2 separate regions of the Mus musculus genome follow, and region 1 is linked to region 2. A link is a contact called in public Hi-C data. All regions are on one chromosome and are shown on one strand. The core of a region is the stretch at or near the end of the contact, and the rest is flanking DNA. Distances in the headings are between cores, read along the strand shown. Region 1 overlaps Nuf2 (NUF2, NDC80 kinetochore complex component). Region 2 has its middle 250 kb from the start of Lmx1a.

Region 1 (2,700 bases), core at 184-2,683, 1.6 Mb after region 2:
TGAGCAGAGGCCAGCAGGGGGAGTCCGATAGCCCCCTGTGAGCAGAGGCCAGCAGGGGGAGTCCGACAGCCCCTGTGAGCAGAGGCCAGCAGGGGGAGTCAGACAGCCCCCTGTGAGCAGAGGCAGATCAGAAGCATCCCAAGTCTGTGATGAAATCCCACAAAAAGGAGGAACAACTATTTTTTATCTGACAGGAGAGCAATGTCTCAGTCTTACAAAAGCTATAAACAGTATGGAAAACTAACAACCACAAAATTTCCCAGAAGCCCACAGTTCACTCAAGTAGCTAGGAAGTCATAATAAAATTTAAAAGCAAAGACAAGAAAATAAGACAGACACACTAAATGGAATAAAGACAAAGAATATGAGTGGGTTTCTTTTCAGGAATAAGGGAGCCAGAATATAATGCAGCAATAAATTTCCCCTTCTTGTATCAAGGGTTTTTATTACTGGTCTTCCTTGTAGATACTGTTTTCAACAATGTTAGCACACCTTACAGGCACTAGAATGCTGTTAACCTAGACTGCCATACTTAAGAGAATGAGATGTTTAACACTAAATGTGATGCAGGCATGGCAGGACACACTGGGAATCCAGTACTCAAGGTGCTGAAGCCGGAGTATTTCAGTTTCTAGGAGAGCCTGAGATACACAGTGAGAGTCTGAATATAAGAATAGCCAGAGAGATGGCTCAGAAGCTAAGAGCACTTGCTGCTCTTGCAGACGACCCGAGTTAGGTTCCCAGCACCCACGTGGTACTCCCAACCTCATGGAACTCTACCTCCAGGGATCCAACAACTTCTCCTGGCCTCCATGGGCACTATGCATACACATGGTATACAGAACACACAAAGGCCCACACTCCTATACCGACACACACACACGATAAGTAAACCTTTTTTCAAAGATTTTTTAAAAAAAAAAAAATCCAGTAGTCAAAATACAACAAGATGAAGAAAGTGGAAATAGATAAATATTGTAAGAAAGAAACAAAAAGATTAAAGGTAAATTTAAGCATATCAATAACATTTAACACAACTGAGCTAAGCACTCCAGTTAAAAGGCAGTGAGTGAGAGTGAAAGTAATAAATTCACAAAAGATTTTAAGATCTCCATTACTCATTCAATACAGCAACCAAAAAAAAATCTGAAGGAACGCTCCTAACCAACTGGTCCAAGCGTGCAGTGTGCCCTACTCGGTGACAACGTGCAAACGCATGCTGTGCAAGAGAACACATGTGAATGCACACTGGATCCAACAAGTAGAGCGGCAGGCTACGATGCTGTGTCCTCCGCAGTATGGCATGCAGGTCTACTCCAGAGAGGAGAGCATCAGAAACCACAGAGGAAGTGACAGAGGGGCAACTCAACAAAGAAGCAAGCAGCACAGCACAGGCTCCACCTCCCCAGCTCCCACATCGGGATACAGAGCCTGCCTGGATGCACAGTAACAGATGAACGAGTGCCATCTGCCTGATTTCAAGTCTCAATCTAAGGCAGGAAGGATGGTGTAAAGACAAACACCGAGATGAGTGCTCTAGGAAACTGGATATGCAGACGGAACTAAGGCAGAGCCTAGTGAATAGCAAGCCCAGAAAAACATCCAATTCGTGTAGGACATACATCTTTATTTTTCAGAAGTTTTCCATCCATAGCAAAATCTGAGTAAGGATTTGGTAGTTCCCAGTATCCCACCTGTCAGACCCTCTCTCCCAGCATCTGTGTGAGTGGCACTGTTGTTAGGAATAAGGCGTAGAGAAAATGTGCACTAACACATCATTATCTCTCTGCATGTACACACACGTGCTCGCTGCTGCTGTACTGTCTGTGGGATGTGACAACTGCAGAATGGCAGGCACATACCACCACTGTAGTAACACGGAGGGGTTACTATCCTAAAATGGTCTTGCGTTCTAGTTAATTGTTCCTCCTCTGTGAAGGCTCACAATTACTGATGTTTTCCCTCTCTTATACATCACACGATTACAGAGCCTTTTTAGATTGGCCCCTTTCCATTACAATGTGCACCTATGCTTTCTCATGGATTGATAGCTCATTTCCATTTAACACTACCTAACATTCCACTGCTGGGATGTAGTCTGTATACTGATGCACCGAAAGCCATGATGGTTTCTGAGACTTAGAAACTATGCTACATACATCGCTGTGTGTGTCTTTATGTGAACAGTTGGGGCCCCTTTGGGTAGATACAAAGGAGCCCAACTCCTGGATCATCCGGTAGGAACAGGTTTCATTTTGCTAGAAACTGCCAAAGTGGCTGCATCCCTGTGCACTGACACTAGCAAAGAACTCAGGTATCCACTGTCCCAAGTCTGAAGCAAGACTGCCTCACACTGTCATGCCTTTTTATACAAAGTGTCACAGTAAGTTCATGGGGAAAGGGTGACGTCTCAACAGGTAGTGCCACTCCCATGAAAAGGGAAAATATGAACAGTGACTCACTGCACACAATACTAAAACATTAAACAATCAAAACAAGACAATACCCCCCAAGCACTCGGACGCAAATCTCAGCCACGTAGATCTAGTGAAGTCTTAGTAAGACATACAATTTTTAAAGAAAATCAATCAAAATATTCAAAACTGAAAGATATTTTGCTCTTTAAAGATAAGTATAAAATTGAAAAGGCAAACAACAAACTAGAAGAAAATACCTGCATAATCAGCTGGTCATTTATTT
Region 2 (2,700 bases), core at 139-2,638:
CAGGTTCTGTCCTCTGGGATCTTCAGGAACTTGTGATGTTTTGTTTCCTGTTAGCTTCTGTGGCTAGGCTTCGTGTGGCTAGGCTGGTAGATATCCTAAGATGCAGTGAGCAGTTCAGGAGACCCCGTTCTGTCCCCACCAACTTTGTTCATGAATGCCTTTTTTTGCGAAAGGTCAGTGTTCAACGAACCTAGAAACAATTCTTTGCTTTACCGGATATTTTTTACTGTTTCATTTTTAAAACATCATGGCCATCACCGTCGTCATCATCATTATTATTGTGTGTTGAACACGCAGAGGTCAGAAGACGACTTCGTGAGGTCAGTTTGGTTTTCTCTTTCCATCTTTATTTACATGGAATATAGGGCACAAACTAGGATTGGCAGGTTTGTGCTGCATGCATCTTTACCCACTGAGCAGCCTGGCCAATGTTTAATCATAACAATAAAGACAACAGCTACAGTAGCAGCAGCAAAAACAACAACAGCAACAATAGCAACATCAACAAAAATAACAACAGCAGCAGCAGCAACAACAATAACACCAACAGCAGCAGCAACAACAATAACACCAACAGCAGCAACAACAACAACAACACCAACAGTAGCAACAACAAGGACGACAACAACAAAATAACAGCAACAGCAGCAGCAGCAACAACAACAAGTGCCCCACAGCAGCAAAACCAGCCGTACCTTCAATACCAGGACAGATGGTCCTTGACTTATGATGTCTCGTGTATGAGGGCTGAACTTTACAGCATTGTAAAAGTGATGTGAATTCAGCAGAAAGCATGCTTCACATTTCAAATTTTTGATCAATTCCTTGGCTAGTGACAGGCATCATGACCCCGTCTCCAGGTTGGACAGTGTCAGTCAGCCGCAGCTCCCAGTCAGCCAGAGCATCAGCAGCATCGTGAGGAAAAACAACTGACAATGCTCAGGCAGTTGCTAAGCTGTGACATTTGGCAGTTAGGATTAAATGCACTCTGACTTCTGGCATTCTCACTATGATGTATCTATCGGCTCGGCCAGCACCTCTGAATGGTACCATCCCAACTGGTGCATTAATGCCTGTCCTTTTTCTAGCTTATCTGTCATTAGAGTCAAGGAACTTTATGTTCTAGGATACTCAGATCTGGATATTCACATACTTAAATACAGATTGCCTTGCTTTATCTAATTGACTAATTTAAATTTTTATTTTGTTTTAAAAATCACTTCCTTTGTATTTTTTTTGTAATAAGTACTTTTGTTGACTATTTCAAAATTACACAAATAGATACAATATGTTGAATACAAATAGCAAAAAGGAGTAGAATGTGACTGACACAGGGTGGTTAAGAGACATTTAAGGCTCAAGCGATTGATGCAATTTCACAAGAAATCCACTGGATGGCGCAAGAATCTCATGCAAATACGTCAGGGGTGGCTACTAGAGAATTCCATTTCTCTCACATTAAATCAAAAGTGATACAAATTGTTGTAAAAGGTGTGCATCTCCCCCACATCCTCACAAGGGATTGTATTTTTCTCCTTTTTTTTTTTGGCCTGTGTGTTGGCAAGGCACTAGTCTCCTGTATTCACGGTCAGAGCCGGCCCCTGAGTCTGTTTTCCCTAAGGTTCAATGCCAAGCCTTCAGACGTGGCCAGTTGCGCGGGGAAAATGACTGCTTTAGCTTTGGTAAAAATCTGAGGAGCAGAATTTTGAAGAATGAGAATTAAAGCTGTACTCCACACTGTGTTGAAGTTTGCCATACCAGCGTTACCGGCTCTGGGACAAACAGCACTGTCTTCTCCCCAGCGTAAAACACAGCATTAATATTAACATGGAGAAAGGGCCAAGCAAGAGAAACTGCATTGATGCTTTTATTCATTTATTTATCAGAGCAAAACTATTTTGTGTATGTGTATATGTGTTTGGTCATGTATATATGTATTCCGTGTGTGTGTGTGTGTGTGTGTGTGTGTGTGTAGGTCAGAGGTTAATGTCCAGTAGCTTCCTCAGTTACTCCCTTTGATGTCTTGTTTTGTTTGTTTTCATGGTGAATAATGTGTAGTTAAGATCAATAGCTGTTTGGAGTGTAGCTCAGTGCATGGGGCCCTGGGTTCAATCCCTAGCACCTCTAACTACAAGTCTATCTTTGGGGCTGGAAAGAAACTTCAGTGGTTACTATTGCATCCTGCTCATACAGAGGACCCAAGTTCAATCCCCAGCTATCAACCACCTGTGACCCCAGCTCCAGGAATCTAGTGCCCTCTTCTGGCCTCTGTGAGTGCCTGTGATCAATTGTGTAAACAGGTGGACACCACATAATTAAAATAAACCTTTGTTTTTTTAAGTAAAGAATTATCCGCGGGATTTAACTGGATTTCAGTGGAGCTGGAACTCCATTTAAGTGCTCCCAGATTTGTTGGCAATAGCTAGAGGACCATAATCAGGAGTCAGACGGACTTGTGCCTTCTTCTCCCCGCCAGCCTGATTGATTCTGGTTATTCCAACATAGAATTTCTTCCCAGCCTGGGGCTTATTGGCCTTGGCACCTATGACGAACAAAGTGTGTCATTGTCTTTGTCTGACATGGCTGACTTGGCAGTCAGGGGAAACTGGATGACGACATAGTGGTCGAGTTTGTTTTTCCTGGACATACTCTTGCCAAGGGCATTTGGACCACATCCAGAGTGGCCCTGCCTTGGGCTGC

Evidence for each region. Hi-C and Micro-C count contacts between places; a contact is called where the count stands out from the background.
Region 1: a contact with region 2 is called in a Hi-C map of cortical neurons. The contact joins two enhancer-like sites.

The regions. Positions count from the first base shown.
Region 1 is chr1:169,518,173-169,520,872 of GRCm38.p6, forward strand. The region is part of intron 6 of Nuf2 (NUF2, NDC80 kinetochore complex component); the gene reads right to left. Among named protein-coding and RNA genes, the nearest start is that of Nuf2, 12 kb to the right of the region's middle. Within about 2 kb of position 1,434, at least 22 of the 459 cell types and tissues checked have an H3K27ac peak or open chromatin away from gene starts, as enhancers often do. A contact at or near this core is called in cortical neurons, where this site is marked.
Region 2 is chr1:167,940,738-167,943,437 of GRCm38.p6, forward strand. No RefSeq gene overlaps it. Among named protein-coding and RNA genes, the nearest start is that of Lmx1a, 250 kb to the left of the region's middle. Within about 2 kb of position 1,389, at least 21 of the 459 cell types and tissues checked have an H3K27ac peak or open chromatin away from gene starts, as enhancers often do. A contact at or near this core is called in cortical neurons, where this site is marked.